2 separate regions of the Mus musculus genome follow, and region 1 is linked to region 2. Evidence: chromatin contacts called from public capture Hi-C data. All regions are on one chromosome and are shown on one strand. The core of a region is the stretch at or near the end of the contact, and the rest is flanking DNA. Distances in the headings are between cores, read along the strand shown. Region 1 has its middle 200 kb from the start of Gm13470. Region 2 has its middle 130 kb from the start of Gm13479.

Region 1 (4,494 bases), core at 561-3,060, 980 kb before region 2:
AGAGTGGGGGGAGGGTATGGGGGACTTTTTGGATAGCATTAGAAATGTAAATGAGGAAAATACCTAATAAAACTATTTAAAAAGTGAGAGACAAGTTTGCTTAGTAAGTCAACCAATTTCAAGTCGAAAGATACACTTCTAAGAATATTCAGGCAGCACATTTTCATCTTGAAAGATCAATGTGAAAACAAAAACAAAAAAAGAAGTTGGGGAAGATAGTGAAATGAGGGTACAACTGGAAATTACTGAGAGTTGAATATAATCAAAACATAGGAAATTCTCAAATAACTGCAAACAATAGAATTTGACAAAGGTAGGTAGTAGGACAAATTGGCACAAATAGATAGCAGGTTAAGTAGGAGAATAGTAATTGTTTTCTCCAGTTGTATTAGCCCTGAAGAGCTAGGAAAGGCTAGAATTGATAAATGGCAGTATTATTTTGAATTTAAATTTCCGGATTTCCCACGGAATTTATGTGGTGATCAGGGAATCAGAAATATTGTTCATATTCCCAAATACTTCTTTAAGCAAAGACCTCTTTGACAACTTTCTCAAGTTTAAATTCAGTTATGGAAACCAACTGGAAAAAGGCTATTGACCTAAAAGTGTTCAGTGCAAAACTGTTTTCATGTTATATTAAAATATTTTAATGATTGGATGAGGAATCATAGGCATGGATCCACAAATTGGTATGACATGCATTCTTTATGATTTTCATTTGGAAATATCCAGGATGCCTTCAACTCTCACTGTGGCTTATCTTTGTAGTCCTACCAGATTGAATAGGATGTATCAAAATAAGGAAAAGTATTGTGCTCCACTAACCATTTAAACTCCAATTAATTCTCAGGACTGTAAATGACTTAAGAAAGCTCATTTGGCTCTATCTCACCAGGTTTTCTCAATACCTCTTCCTAGTTTCCATGATAGAGCTAAAGCAAAGATAGCCACTATTTTCAAAGAAACATAATTTGGAAAATGGGAACTAGATTTGGGCATAGAGAAGACAGAGTGTGAACAGTAGAAAGAAAATGACATAATGGCAATTAAGGACATTGTTTTTTACTGTAAAGTTTCAAAATACATTTTCAAAGTACAATATGATTTCTTTTAGTGATATATAGTCCTTAGCTTGTTGTTGTTTGGCCACTAAGTTATATCGAAACTACAAAATATTTACCATATTTTTCAGCTCTAGTAATACCTGTGGGAATGAATTACTAGATCACTAAGATAGATGAATGTGTGGTAGTAGATTTTCTAAAACAGAGCAAATAATTCTCATTTTAAACATTTAGTTATATAAATTGTGTTTGATGAGTGTTAAGATTGGGCAACACAATTGACATCCTTGCAATAAAACAGGATCTGCTTTATAATTTTTTTATAATCAGTTTTACAATCATGCAAGTTTGGTGATTGAATTCTGAAATGAGTAACAGTCTCGTTTATCTTCAACCTTTCTGACTACATGTGTTTAAGTTGAAACAAACAAAGAAATGAAATATAAAGCCAATTTTTAAAAAGTACATGATATGAGAGAAAGGACACAGAGGGCAGGCATTTTTTTTCCAGATTTTAGAAACCTCTAAAATCTCTGTGTCCTCCTCAAATGTACTTGAGTTACAACATTGGGTATTTTCTCTCCGTACCTTTGAACATTTGCCTTGTTAGTCATAAATTTGTTTGAGAAAAAATAAAATACATGTTTTAAAGCTATCTTCCTAATTTCGCAAGTAAAAAAGGAAGTAGCAGAAGGGCATTTTTCTTGGGTGACTAGACATTTGGGGAACAAACAGACTGTTCTAACAGACGAGCTAAAGGTCTGTCAACCAGAGAAGTGGGAGGTCCTCCCTCTTCTGCCTGCTGAAGGGAGAATATTGAAAGGAAGCCAGAATGCAAACTGATCAAGAAAAATACATAGACAAACTGCACAAGAAAATAAGATCTACACTAGAAACAACTATTGGAATCATTGAAATTATGTGTGAATGTTTACATAAACTTTTTATCATGATTCTTCTTGAGTGGATATCTCCTGAAGTTCCCTCAGCCTTTTCTTCCACCAATATCTGACCATAAACATGAACCAAGGTTTCTGATGGTCTATGAAGTCCTTCTGATTGCAGTGGCCACTCTATTACTCCATTGACTATAATCATGTATACTTACTGCACCAGGTGCCCTCTATACTCTTTCTGATTCAAGTTTAAACCCTCCAGGCAGTAGCTGTTTGATTCAGAACAAGTAATTGAAAATCTTTTAGTTTGCTTGTTCCTTTTATAAAAATCATCTACTAGAGAAACCTTCATTTATTTTTGTAAACTGTTAATGATGCCAAAAAAAGCAAACTATTCTAACGGACTTAAGGTACCATTACCTATATGGACAAAGTTGAAATGCTTGTGATTTAAGAAATACTTGCAAGCCTGGAGGCAGCTGAACAGTTGAGGTGCTTGCTGCCTGGCTTGACACTTGACGTCTCAGGACCCATGTGATAGAAGGAGAAATGATTCTTGCCTGATGCTAATGAGTCCACAAACATATTTTTGCTCCCTATTCATAGTAATTATTGCTGTTATAAGGTAGCGTTTTAGGCTTGCTTAAAGTGAGCGCTATATTATTTTTAAAAAAAGAAAAAGAAAATGCAAGCTTGTCAGGGCTGGGGTGAGCAGATGCCATGAATTACTAGGAAGTTGCACTTTATCCCGAGCTCTGTGCAGATGGAGGCATCAGCAAAGAGCAAAAGGCACGGACACATCCCTTTCATATATAGAATATATGGAGACCAGAAGGGTGTGGTGACTTACTTAGAATTGTGCAATCATTTCAGAGAAAGACATTGTTTGTGCAGAGAAAACACTCAGGAGCAGAGTGACTAAATCCTTTAAAAAAAATTGAAACACTTGAGGATCATAGTGTTGTTCAGAGAATTTCCTGTTGTTTCCATTATAAGTATAATTAAAGCTGCCTGCTCTTCTTAATTTTTTTTTCTTTTTAAGAAATAAGTTATCTCTACTAACTGGGTGGTCCTGCAGGCAATTTCATTGTTGAGTCCAACCAGAACCTGAAAATAAAGTCTTTCTTCTAAAACACAGAGTGCATCTTTCTACCCCAGTCTTCTTTGGTTTAAGGATTTTTTGTTTTTGTTTTTGATTGTTGTTTTGTTTTGTTTTTTGATTTTTGGATTTTGTTTTGTTTTGTTTGTTTGTTTGGTTGGTTTTTTCTGTGATACATAAGCAATAAAATAAACAAGAAAGTTTAAAACTACTGACTTTTTTCCATAAAATATTTGACTCTTAGAAGTGTCACTTAGTGTCATTTTGGTTACTATACTCACTACTTAACTCCTTAGATTGGGCAGATAAGTCAGCAGTATGTTGTGCAAGCCCAGTTCAGATATTTATTTCAGTTACTAGGTAGAAAGGCTTTGCCTGTGTTAATATATAAATAGAGAAAGAGATCAGATGTTGCAGAATATCTGCATACCCTAAATGGTCAGGACATCCTATGGACAACTCTTCTACCCCAATTCATGGGATACGATAATAGAGTTTTCATCTCAGAGAGGAAAAAGAATAGGTTGACCTGATAACTTTGGGTTTCTATATTGCCCATAGATATATTTGTTTATACTTCCAATAGGTAACCTTTAGATGACATTGCAAAGTTACACAACTGACTTTATTTCTTTAAACTGAAGGCCAAAGACTTGAGATATAATGAATGTTTTCAGCTTTAGTTTCTGACTGGGTCTTTAGTACCAAGAGAACACTTGTCACAGAATCACACCTTTCGTAGGTACTCGATTGGTCTAGGTTAAATTAAGGAAGGTTGATTTTCTTGAACTGTATATGTGGTGAAGTTTAAGATAAAAGCTACTCCCAATACAGACAAAAATGTGTGTGGAGGAACTACTAAGCAGTGCAAAGAAACTCTGAAGGATGAAGAATTTCCATCACTGTATTAGCTTTGAAATTACTGCCAAAACTTCCTAATGGATTGTAATCATTTTGAAGATCATTTTCATAGTATAAATTCTAAAAAATATAAATAAAGTATGATTAAGGTGGGAAGGAAGTAATAAAATTGAATTCAATATATTTAAGACACACTAATATTGTCTGTGAAATTTTAGTTCAATTTGTTGTCATGTATGTTATAGGTCATGATATAAAGTTTATATTTCATTGTATTATAGAAAAGAATTACAAAAAATTCCACACCAGAGTTATGGTACAGGCTTGCTTTTTAAGTGTCCATGGTTTGTCTTGTCAACTGGTTGCTGAATATGAGAGTCACACTGACACCTAGCACATAATAATATTTGGCAAATGAAGATCTTTGAGAACATGTGCCATGTATGAATCCAGCTTAGGCAGATTTTCAACTTGTCCATAATGTACTCATTGGTTTGGAACTCTGTAGAGGTACCTGTCACTTGGTACGGATGGATTTGTCTGACTTCTTGTCAAATAGATGTTTATTGACTAA
Region 2 (4,200 bases), core at 592-3,091:
GGCTCCAGCCGCATATGTAGCAGAGGATGGCCTTATCTGATATCAATGGGAGGGGAGGCCCTTGGTCCTGTGGAGGCTGAATGCCCCAGGGTAGGGGGATGTTAGAGAGTGGATGTGTGGGTGGAGGAGCACCCTCATAGAGCCAGGGGGAGGGGTATGGGATGGGGGGGTTGCAGAGGGGAAACTGAGAAGGGGATATAATTTGAAATGTAAATAAATAAAATAAACAATAAAAAATTAGTCCTGGGAAAGAGCCATCAATTTGCATTATATAAAATTAAGACTATGAAATATAATATTGGCTAAAAAATACAATAACTGTAGACAGCAAAGTACACTTTAGTAATAAAAAAGAATTATAGAGTTGTTCTAAATATCTCCAATTATTTCAATGGAGTTTCGGTTTTCAATCCAAATTTCTTGGATAAAATTCAGAAGCACTCACAGTGGCCCACACCTTTAATTCATAGGCAGAAGCAATGGGATTCTAAGAGTTCAAGGCCAACCTGGTCTATAATGGCAAGTTGAAGGTAAACCAGGGATATACAGTAAGACCATCCTTAAATAAATAAATAAAGTTTCACAACTCACCAAAAACAAAAATTATACATCAACCAAAGAAGCAAAGGAGGCTCAAAGGCTTCTAAGTACTCACAAAACTCAATTTAAAACAATAATACTAGTACTCAGGAGGCAGAGGCAGGCAGATCTCTATGATTTTGAGCCCAGCCTGGTCTATATAGAGAGACTTCCAGGACAGCCAGGCTACAGAGAAACTTTGTCTCAAAAAACAAACAAATAAGGGGGGGGCAGAGAGGGAGGGAGGGATGGAAGGATGGAGGAAGGGATAGAGAGAGAGAGAGAGAGAGAGAGAGAGAGAGAGAGAGAGAGAGAGAGAGAGAAGAGAAAACAATTTGTTACAGACCTGTAATCATAAAGTTTTACCTTCTGGATATGGTATACAACAACTTCTGCCATGTTCTGAAGATAGATCTTGGCTAAACACTTGTATCATACAATGCACAAGGTTCTAGGCTAAAACAAAGTTTAATAAAATACTGTCGCCACCACCAGCATTATCACTTAGTTTAGCTCAATTGCACAGCATATTAGCTTAATGAAGGTGTGTACTCGTTGTGGAGTTCCAGCATTTACACTCATTTGAACTGCTACAAAACACACCCCAATTGTTAGACACCTCTGCCCTGTTTCCAAAATGGTCCCAGCAGACATCATAATCATCTCGGTACACACACATGATATGGAATTTTTATACTATGTCACATATATTACTTTATATATACTCCATGTGGGTATTTTTACATATATTTCTTAAACTAGTGGGTTATGCCACAGAGAAAGGAAATAGGAGAAAAAAATTATAAAAGTTATCTTACTCTATGCCTACTATGTAGGGAGCCCTTTGAACATCTTATATTATCTCTCTGGAAACAGCACTGTGGGTATTGTGTCTCTTATATAAATGAAAACACTAAAGATTGAGTAGCCTATGCAGGGTTGCCCAGTTGTTACATAATAGGTGATAGCTGAACCCAGGTGGATCTGGCCCAAAAACCTATGTGCCCACCCCCCCCCCCAATATACCACAAAGCTGAGTCGCACTTATTTCTGCCTCCCAACACTTATTTTCCTTTCCAAAAACCCCTGGTTACTGTCTGGCCTGCAGTGAGTCTCATTGCAACAGTTCTGATGTACAGGATACACACTTTCACATCAGGTTTTTTTTTTCCCTTAATTGGATGTCCTTCTTCCTCTCTAACTATGCAAACATTATTCACCCTCCAAGGGTCATTTTCTCCACGAAGTCTCACTTCCTTCTCTCAGTGAGCGTTGCTCAATTTGGTTTCTGTGAGCATGGTGTGGTGGGGAGGAGGGAAGAGGGTGATCTTCCTTGTGTGTTGTATAATTAGATCTTAAATTTGATGTCATTACACATTCCTGTGTTTTGGCTCTCCTTAATTCTGCAGTCCTCCCCCTCAGTGGCCACAACCTTAGGTTTAAGTTGCACAGATGCCTCATTGCTTTTCCAAATGTTATTATTTGACCACGTTTAATCAATTAGGAAGTCATCTCATGTGCTGAAAATGGTGTCGAACTGACAATCAAGAGGCCAATTAGTAGTCTATGTCAAGGAACATAAGCAAAGTGAACCCCTGCCTTCTGCAGCTATGAGGGGCGGGTTCCAACTAGCTGTCCTGTAAACAGAATGCTTGCCTTTATTTGCTTTAAACTGTGGTTCTGAAAAGAGAAAGTATATCATTTGAAGCCAGGTCTACTTAGCTCTTTCTCCCTCTCTGGCTTTCTCTTCATCGATCAAGTCTAGGGGACACACTATGAAAGCTATAGACACTAATAGAAAATCCTTTTTACACAGTGCCCATCTTCTGAAGCAAAATCTGTATCCACTCCAGATATACTTAACATAGGTATTCTGTAAAATGTGATGTATTAGCAAGAATCAGGATGTTCTCTACTCTGAAGCTCAGAGTAGACGGCTCCCTGTGAGTGATGCTCTGGGAGTAATAGAAAGTTGACCAGTTGTCCATATGCAAATGTCCATCCATTGCTTCAATTGCTCTTTCCTTCCATTACAAACCCACTTTACTCTGATTAAGTTGTTCACATAAATCAGGAATGGGAGATAGGTTCAAAGCTGATACAAATGGTAGGTAGATACAAATCTGGGCTTTGTAAAGTTAGTTATTAACCTAAGAAATATGTATATATTAATGTAATATATCAAGAAATCCTCAAAATAAAAAATAGCACACACAAATACTGTGAGGATAGTAACAATGTCAATGGGACAAGGCATTCTTTAGTTTTTCTCTTACTTCTTATCTTACATACTTCTTTCCTTCAATTCAAGGTTTTATTTACTCATGCACTCATATGAATATGAAGTTATAGAATCTACTTTGAATCAACAATCAACTAACTGCTTGGTTTCAATGTGTGTTGAAAGTGCTTTAATGCTTTTTTTTTTCTAGAACAAAGTAAAGATGCAAAAGTAAAATGCTTAAAGAAAACTGAAAGATTGGGGGAAAGCAGGAACCTCTTACGTGTAACTCTTTTGGAGTCTGTAAAAGTCAGATGTAAAAAATGAAAAACTATGGAAAGTGAAGAAAATGTCTCATAGATGTGAGAGAAAATAATGGTTGAGAAAATTGTTAAGCACATGGTTCCAGGAAAGGCTGGGAGATACGCCACCTCATTGCTACTCTTTGAAATGCTGTTTGAAATACATAGCTATAATTGTAAAGTTGGCTATGTCTTTAAGAATTCAGAGAAAAAAATTCTAATGGAGTAGAACTGTTTTCTCAAACATGGTTTACTTAGATCAAATAAAGCCAAGTTGTTTATGGTTTTCCTGTGCCATCTCCTTTGGTCCACCTAATAATACTTACACATTCTATTGCAAAGGCTCTTTCCAACAAACCATTCAATTTCTAAATAAATGTCCTGCTAAAACATCATTGCCTTCTTTGGAAGGCTCCTTTAGCCTGGCATTCTGTATTTAATATTGGAGTCAATCATGCTGGAGATCTTAGGTGTTGCCATTATACAATGAATGTTTACGGCTTGGGTAAACAGGTTTTGTTTGCATTTGTTACCTTGACTGTGGCAATTGGTCTTCTACAAGCATTCTCAATGAATAAATGCCTAGAGTTGATAACAGTACACAAGGTCCTAAAACTTTTACAGAAGTAAAGAAGCAAGAGAGAACTTGGGGTTTTGTATTGACATTGTGTGTGTGTGTGTGTGTGTGTGAGTGTGTGCATGTGTGTAGGAGCTGTTACTTTGACTTTTTTTGTTAAACAAAGTTAACGATAACTGACCAGTGTGAGTGATTCCTATACATCAAGCATATTACATACAGGGTGCTTTACAAAATTTGGCCAGTTTTCTTGTATTCTATCGTTTTATAGAAAAGGACAAGACTCAGAGAAGTTTAATAAGATAGTGAGTCACTGAGCTAGTACATGAGACGCCAGATATGTCCTCAGTGTGTCCAACTTCCACTGCTGTGCTGGCTGCCAGGGCTCCAAGGCTCTTTTTCCCCAGCCGTCCACCTGGCTCACCACCTCACTTAATGAGAGTAAGATGTGTAAAAAGCTAGGGCTATGTGTTCAACTCCCACTAGGCCAGTTCACTTATCAGAAAAGAAGAAAGTGACCT

What was found. Capture Hi-C pulls out chosen DNA fragments and counts their contacts.
Region 1: a capture Hi-C map of bone marrow-derived macrophages shows a contact between it and region 2, with 10 times the contacts expected there. The contact joins two enhancer-like sites. A contact is called at or near these places in 1 of 484 Hi-C or Micro-C datasets (bone marrow-derived macrophages) and 1 of 9 other capture datasets (bone marrow-derived macrophages).

Annotation. Positions count from the first base shown.
Region 1 is chr2:46,243,202-46,247,695 of GRCm38.p6, reverse strand. No RefSeq gene overlaps it. Among named protein-coding and RNA genes, the nearest start is that of Gm13470, 200 kb to the left of the region's middle. Within about 2 kb of position 1,810, at least 25 of the 459 cell types and tissues checked have an H3K27ac peak or open chromatin away from gene starts, as enhancers often do. A contact at or near this core is called in bone marrow-derived macrophages, where this site is marked.
Region 2 is chr2:45,259,757-45,263,956 of GRCm38.p6, reverse strand. It overlaps Vis1. Among named protein-coding and RNA genes, the nearest start is that of Gm13479, 130 kb to the left of the region's middle. Within about 2 kb of position 1,841, at least 60 of the 459 cell types and tissues checked have an H3K27ac peak or open chromatin away from gene starts, as enhancers often do. A contact at or near this core is called in bone marrow-derived macrophages, where this site is marked.